Linked DNA regions of Zea mays: all the other regions are linked to region 1. The links are chromatin contacts, called in public Hi-C maps. All regions are on one chromosome and are shown on one strand. The core of a region is the stretch at or near the end of the contact, and the rest is flanking DNA. Distances in the headings are between cores, read along the strand shown.

Region 1 (2,700 bases), core at 124-2,623:
CTGGTTTATAAGAATTGGGATGGTTCCAAACATACTGTTTATGCCTCAGTTTAAAGGAATTAAATTCTCAGTTTCTTAAAAACTAAGAAGCTGGTCTCTGTTAACTAAAAAATAAAAACTGGTTTCTTAAAAACTAGGTTGCTTCTAAACAGGACAATTTGTAACTCACTAATTCTACACATAGTAATATTCACTTGGTGTCGTCCTATGCAAGGTAAACTAACCACGAGATGCATACAGAACCAGCAGGAAGACACATTTACCAACTGTGGCTCTTCATTATCCTCAACAGCTGTATCAGTTTCGCAGCTTTAAATGAGATGGTTGGCTGTGGTGGGTAGCGCACGACATTTATGCAACAACAAAAATATGAAACGCGCGATAGTGGCGTGACCAAAACAATACACCACTCCAATATGGAAAAGTACTGTAAAAGAAATGAATCGCACACCGTCAGTTCCGAAACGGTGCGACTGCTCTGCTGCCTCTGCAGATACGTAACGTACGTTACACACTTGCACCACATCACCAACGGACGCAGATTGCTCAACTAGCAAACCCGGAATTGAATGAACTCGACAGGTCGATCGCGCTACGGCACAGCACTAGCCATCAAAATGGTAGTACTAACATTAGCCATCGAAATGGCTAAATGTACGTCAATGAAAATAGTAAAAATCAAATCCCTAGAAAATTGGCGTGAGTCGAAGCAGCAGATTGAGCAGCAGCGACTCGGAGGAGGCGAGGCCATCCAAACGCAGATCAGAGGAGCTCCGGATGCACAAACCCACTCAAACCCCGCAGAACCAAAATCCAAATCCAAATCCGGATCCCGCTCCGCAGGACCGGAGCCAGAGCGAGCAAAGCAACCCACCTCCGTCCGACGCCGCGCGGCCGCCCGCCGCCGCGGGGAGCGGGCCGGAGCTGGTCCGGCGGTACGCGCCGGCGCCGCCCGCCGAGGAGACGCGGTGCTTCCCCGCGGCCGTCTTGGGCGTGGCGCCGGCGCCCTGACGGTCCGGTTTCGCGCTCATCCTGGGCCCCACGCCGTTCCTCACCCCGCTGCTCGCCATTTAGCGCCACCACCACCACCACGCGGGGCTCGTGCGGTGAGACAGAGTGGGAGACGGCGGCCGAGATCACGGGCGGGGCGTGAGCGGACCGGGGGAGCACGGACGCCCGAGGATTAAATGCGGGGAGGGGGAGGGCGCCGCGGGGCCCAGCGACAGCGAGAGAGAGAGGATGAGAAGGAAGCTTGGCCGGCGAGCGAGTTGGTGTGGGGGAAGACTGAAGAGCCTAGCTAGGACGGGACGGGGAGGACGAAGGCAGAGCTGGGTGGGTGGGTGGAGCGGAGTGAGCTGTGTCGCGGCCTGCGTCCCCCGGAGCTTGCCACGTCGGCGCAGACCCCAGTCATCTCATTCTGGGCTAGCGATGCGTAGGTCCCACCGGACAGTGACGTGGGTGGGAATGTGGGATCCGCCGACTGCCCTGTTCCGTGCGGCCGAGGCATGTACCCGTGTAGACGGGTGGCTGGTGGCTGCGTATGCAGGTGGGCCCGGAAACTGGGGACCTCCGGTTAGCGGGCCTCATTTGAATTTGGCTGGGAACGTTTTCCTGCGGGTTTGGGACCTGGGAGTTGGGACTGGGAGTGGGAGTGGGGGAAAGAGAGGTCTGATCAGCCTTGCCACGACTGTTGCATTCTTTATGGGTCCAGGCCCTTTTCATCCTGGGATTTGATCAGCCTTGGAGCGGTTTGAATGGAGGGAGAATGGTTCGAAAATTGCGGTTACTTTTATGAGATTCCCTTTTGCAGGTGTTGTAGTGAACTTTTTTTTTCGAAGAACGCACGTAGGGATGAAAATTGACTCTAAATTTTACACTATAATATTTAAGAATCGGATCGAATTAGTTTCGGACCCTATTTATATTTATTTCTGCTAAATTTTATTTAGAACCCTACCATTTTGTGAATAAGTATTTGGATCGTGATCCATTACCACCCCATAAACGCACGCACATCGCTATGGCAGAAGAAAGATGATCGTCCTTCACTTGCTATCAGCATTTGATGAACAAGTTTATGCAGGTCCTGTATTTGATAAATAAATAAGTTGGCAATCAGTGGCGGATCCAGGACAAAAACGAAAGTGAGAACATACGTGAAGCGTCCCGATCCGTTGGGATTCAAATGTGATATAATTACTAGTCCCAGTAGGCTAGTAACCACATTTCTTACTTCAAATAGTACAGAGTCCGAATAAAAGTTATTACAATACCAGAGTACAAGTTCTAGCGAGCCCGAAATACAAAGCACAGTGGAAGCTCAACTAGCCCAAGCCACAGGTAGACTGGGTGCAGACATAGCCCCTTCTAGTCGAGCATAGCAGAAAAGAAGTCTTCGGCTGCTGAAAAACATGAATAAATCTGGGTCAATACACTAGGTATTCCGCAAGCCCATCCCGCCCGTAAAGAGAGAGGGGCCTATATAATACATGCTTTATATGGTGGAGCTGAAGTCACTCTTCTTTTTCAGAAAAAGGCAATACTTTGATGGTTTTCCCCAAAGGGAGAAGTAGCACATTTTCACACTCAACCACCACTGAGCTTCCTGCTCCCGTGGCATTGTTTTCATTTCCAAAAACACCCACTCACACATTTCCCTGTTCGCGGAGGTCATAAACACTAATTGTCATACCACACCAG
Region 2 (2,700 bases), core at 148-2,647, 530 kb after region 1:
CGAGTCGAGGGAGCGCCCGTTGCTTGAGGAGGCCCTCGGGTGAGGCGTGAATCCACCTAGGTCTACTGTTCCTGCCCGAGGCTGGGCTCGGGCGAGGCGAGATCGTGTCCCTTGAGTGGACGGAGCCTTGACCTGAATTGCGGCCATCAGGCCCTGCAGCTTGTGATGATGGTGATTACCAGCCGAGTTTAGAAGTGTTGGGGGTACCCCTAATTATGGTCCCCGACAATGTTAGACCCCCATTTGTTTCAACTTTTTTGCCCATCAGAAGATGATGTATAGTGTCAAACATTCAGTTTTTCAGCCCACTTCTATAAGAATCACTTTAGCCAAAACCGTCCAAAATCAATGTGGCCGAGTTGTTGTGATAGTAGGAAACCATCACTTTCTACATCCTAAACCCTATTAGCTCTTTTATTTTATTCCGCACGTAATCTCCACGGTACTCAACTTCTCTCTACACCCAAATTCTTCCCGGAGCTAAATTCTTAGAAAAGCTCTTCAGAAAAAGCTAAACCAAAAGGCGATTAGCTGGCCATTTCTAGTGTTTTTTATATATATTTCTGTACTATACTTAAAGCACCAGTTTCAACGATCATCTTTTTACAAAAAAGTCCCTACATTCCTTCTAAATCAACTCAGCGTAAAATATTAAAAAGCGGTACAGAAGGTGAGTTATGTTAAAAAGCGGTGGAGGAGTTGGGGTCTGAACCCACACCCTGATGGAAGAAGGGTGAGAGACACTAAATAAAGTTGTCTAACCTGTAGAACATCATGCTCAGGTGTTTATAATATTGAATATAAATTATACATATGTATACTATGTCGCCTCCAGATGTCTAGGTCTTCGTCGTGTCCTTCTTCGGCAACAAACAGGTATGTCCGTCTCTTCCCTTCCCCTCTTGCTCTACGAAATCTTGGAAGTGGGGGAAACGAGGGATAGGATCTCTGATTTGCTGTCTATGGTACTCGTGCGTTCATAAAATATTATACGAAGAGCGGAGAAAATCAATAAAAAATCTTAAAAACTTTTTGTGGATAATTTACGTGGATATTGTTGTGAACCGTCGCAATGCACGGGTAACCGACTAATACGTTTAAAGACAGTCTAACCATTTTCTTTTCGTCACGTCACCTATGTATACGGTGCCAAGTGCATCAGCTTTTTTCTAGACGAGAAGTTTTCTTTCTGTTGAAGCGTAGTGAAAATGAGACGCAGAGAATAGAGAGAATGACAGACATCTTCTTTATTGCAGGGAAGACAGTGCTTATATACAAGCGAACCAGTGCCTCCCCAATGGATGTATCCCTTGGGAGAAACTATCGCATCCCATGAAGGGGACTGATCACAACTATTGTAACACTTTCGTCGTTTGATTGGACTAGACCAGACGGAATGCCATATGGTGGACAAGGCGGCGATGCAAAAGTGCCACTTGGCCCTTCTCCTTTTCCCATGCCTACCTAACATGTGATCTTCATCCCTAAATCCATATTTATATGTACCTATCATATACCTATGATAATAATGATATTAAAGAGCTAAAATTTTATCTCTTTTTTCACCTTCTTCTAACTATCCAACGATAGAAATTTCTCTGATTCACACATTCGTACTTTGGGCACGTTTGGATTGCAGCCTCCCAAGCACATGCCTGCGAGGCATTTCCATCGTAGGCGTTGAAGACCGAACCAAACATGCCATTTGTGCCTCGTGTATGACCCAAACTTGTAATCCATGATTATATATATGAGTTAGAACAACTCGCGGTTTAGTGATGGTTGATATAAAGTTTGATTCCAAAACATATTGAGTCGTTTAGGGTTTAAGGTTTAAATTAAACATATACCTGAATAATATTAGAATCGTTGCTTATTTTTATGAGAGCATATACTATGCAAAAAAATTTATCATATTGATGTAAATGTGCAATCAAACGAGTAATTACATAGGATATATTTCTTTATAACTTTTTAACAGCAAAATAAGGATTTTTAAATAAAGCCTTCCCAAACCGGGCCAACCGAACAATGACGACGCTAGGTGGGGCCCCAGTCACACCATCCCTCCGCTGCATCTTCAACAAATAGCCTCCGGCGCAGGTGGACGTGGGCCTCAGCGACGGCAGCTTCGCGAGGGGGGCCGTGCCCAGCGCGCAGCGGCGCATCCACCGGTACGTTTTTTGAGTGCTCTGTTCCTGAACCACTGCTTGGTTTGCTTGATCTTGGAGTGTCGAGGGATACGTTCGTTGTGGAAGTTGAATTTTCTAGGACTGCGCGTGTGCCTTTTTTTTTTTTTTGGGAAATTTGGATCATACCATTAAAAGATCACCACTTTGGATCCATACCATTACTATCTCACTTACATGTGGGTCCACATGAGTCAATGACATGTGGGGTCCATGGTATATATCTAAAGTTTGGATCTTTTAATGGTATAGATCCAATTGTTCCTTTTTTTTTTTTTTGCTAGATTTGTTTGATGCGTCGCCTCCCTGACCGGCGACTGTTTGGAACCTGCTGTCTTTTTTACTGCGCCAATTGAAGTGCTTCTCTGAAATCTCTATGCTCGGGGTGTCTAGAATCAAGCAGAGCCTAAGGGTGTTTAGAAACATGCCAGCAGAACCATCACCAGCGTGTGGATCTCTTAATGAAGCAGAAGACAGCCTTGACTTTTGAACTTCTATTATGCTGCCCCAC
Region 3 (2,700 bases), core at 103-2,602, 560 kb after region 1:
ATGAGTTTGTAGAAATTCAAGCCAGCTTGTGAGCATGTATGAGTAGCATTTGCGTTAGAAAAATATAAGAAAAAAAGATCTGTTATATATTATACTATTATACCAACTTAATCATGTAATTATGTCATGTGTAAAATACAAAGAAAAGAGCTAAACGCAGGAGAGACAAACCCTTAATACATGATTTATTTCAATCCAGCAATTTGTGACCCAGAAGCTAAAAAAACAGTTAAGTCAGTTGGCAGCACCTATTTCCTCCTTTTCTTCCGATTCTTAGTATGAGTAGCCAGCACAGTACACTTTCCAACTTTCAATTGCATGTTTACTCTATCCATATCAGATCGATAATTTAGTAACGATGTAGAATTAACAAGCTGCCATTCCCCTGACTTCACAATAATCAGAGCCTACAGAATCGTATTCCTAGTTGCTTTAAAAGGTAGTCACAGGACAGGCAGCACTTACAGCGTATAATTGTAGTACACCATTGGGAGAGAAAGTAACAGCATCGCCCAATGGCCAGATAAGAGGAACAGCACGCTGAGAAGTGCTTGTAACACAAATTCTGGCATCACGACCTTGTTTATTCGAGAGGATGAATCGAATGGGTTGATATAATCGAACTCTAGATCCGCCAAGCACATCAGCTGCAATGAGAAACGGAAGAACTAGACGGTCAGTGACAGTTTAAGGACAGGTATGCTTGTCAGTTAAAAGGATGAGGAAAAGAACATCCGAATTCCTTCCAGCAAAAGGTCACAGATTTACAACGTATAAACGGCACAGAACTAAAGTAAATGCACCGGGCCGGGCATCAGCATTCACTAGAACGCAGCATCGCGACCAAAACCAGATACTGAGCCCTTCTCCACCGCACCGACCAAATTGGCACCCCCGAAGCCCCAAGAGACGACGTGTGAGTCCGGAACCCAGATACTTGTAACAGCCGCGTCAATTTTTCGCTGCGTAATCGGGCACAGAAAGATCCTACCGGGACCAGGCGAGGCTAGGGATTTCGGAGCACGGGGGCGGCACTGACCTGGTAGATGACAAGCACGATGAGTGCGACGACGAGGAAGAACGCGGTGAGCCACACGAACACCATCTCCGACTTGCCCCTCCGGGCGGGCGCGGATGCCACACTCTCGCTTTCGTTAGGGGGGTAGGGGGGTGAAGCGGAACCCTAGCCGAGCACCGTGGCGCCGCTGCGGCCGCCGGCGAGGTGGTCGTGGGCGGTGAGCTGGAACGCGTGGGTGGGAGGCGAGCGGGTGGGGTCAGCCAGATGCGTAGTTTACTGCGGAGGGCTTCTTCCAATTTCGGCTACGGCCCATGCCATCTCAATCCCCTCCGATTCCGTTAGTCGTGTAGTTTGGACCTCAAATTATATACTAACGGCAACAATTAATATACAATCAGACCTTATACGCAAGCGTGCAAGTGAGTTTCTTAATCTGTTAAATCATAATTTAATTGTAGACATGATTGTGGTTTGTTAGGAGGTTTTTTAAATCTACTCGAGCGGGTGGTAAAAGAGTTTAAATGTTAAATGTGATACATGGTTAGATCATAATCTAACGAATCAGAAACCTCATTTGCACGCTCACACATAAGACCTGATTATATATTAGTTTTTGCCTCCTCTAATTCTATAGAGGATTTAAGTTTCTAAACTAGCATAAAGTACAATTTTTCTAATCTCCTTCAATTTTTAAAGAGATTTGAGTTGCCAAAACTATCACTAAAATTAGTGTGGAAACTTCTGTTGTTAAATCCAAGAAGTAAAAACGTACTATATAAATAATTAAATGTCTTATTTGAAATGGCACATAGGATTACTTACCCTAAGTAGGGATTATAAGAGGACTAGTCTAATACCCGTGAGTTGTGATGGTACCTAACTATATTTGAATATATTGATTAGGTGACTAAGCGACATACAATTTTAATGGACCCTCCACATAAAAATACACATAATAGATAAATTTAATGTCAAAGTGAACATATTATTCATATACTAGATATTGAACTGGTAAAACAAATATTACACTTGATTTTAGCCAAAAGATCAAAAAAAAAGTTGAAAAGGAGCCCCTATGCTCGAATTAAATATAGCCAATGTTTTGGTTTAGGACTTGGGAGGAAGAAGATGGTGTAGATCTGATGCCCTAACCAAAATCATTATTGAGATTCCATAGGTAACACATGCAAATGCATTTATGGTGATGGCTTAACAATTTTATCCAAGTTTAGTAAGACAGAAAAACGCAAGTACGCCAACAAGATCATTCCTGAAATACCAAATACAACAAATTTATCCTCTAATGCTTAACATGCTTACTGAAATGCATACTTACTCTTACCTTTAGAGTATCATATCAAACAATAAAAATGTAACTACCTCTGCATGGATCAGAAACATACGTCACCCAAGTAGATCAGTGACTCACTTGGCAATCCAGGGCTTCATCACGTTCAACTTGACCTTTGATCTTGACGTATCCACCTACCAAGCACAAAACCGCTAGATCAGAGGAAGCCCTTGCAGACAACAGCTATATATCCCTAAAGTATTGTGCACTCATTACATCCAAATTGAGAAACAAATAGTATGAGTGAAAGAACGAAGTGGCCAGATGGTCGGACGCGAACTTCTGCGTCTTGAGTAGCTTGGCTTGCTTATTTGAGAAGCTTGTGTCCTGG

What was found. A called contact is a pair of places that touch in the nucleus more often than the background predicts.
Region 2: a contact with region 1 is called in a Hi-C map of tassel, with 2.9 times the contacts expected there. The contact joins the promoter of LOC103631112 here to the promoter of LOC100501407 in region 1. A contact is called at or near these places in 2 of 25 Hi-C or Micro-C datasets (tassel and an unstated tissue).
Region 3: a contact with region 1 is called in a Hi-C map of ear, with 2.0 times the contacts expected there. The contact joins the promoter of LOC100282395 here to the promoter of LOC100501407 in region 1. A contact is called at or near these places in 3 of 25 Hi-C or Micro-C datasets (ear and leaf).

What each region holds. Positions count from the first base shown.
Region 1 is chr6:78,201,185-78,203,884 of Zm-B73-REFERENCE-NAM-5.0, reverse strand. It overlaps LOC100501407 (kinesin-like protein KIN-UB), which reads right to left and starts at 1,373. Exons shown (of 19, transcript XM_020539262.2): 1 at 875-1,373. The coding sequence starts at 1,070.
Region 2 is chr6:77,666,394-77,669,093 of Zm-B73-REFERENCE-NAM-5.0, reverse strand. LOC103631112 (enolase 1-like) reads left to right here and starts at 1,397. Exons shown (of 17, transcript XM_008652108.1): 1 at 1,397-1,429; 2 at 2,045-2,174. The coding sequence starts at 1,397.
Region 3 is chr6:77,641,293-77,643,992 of Zm-B73-REFERENCE-NAM-5.0, reverse strand. It overlaps LOC100282395, which reads right to left and starts at 1,352. Exons shown (of 5, transcript NM_001155306.2): 1 at 1,040-1,352; 2 at 466-647. The coding sequence starts at 1,105.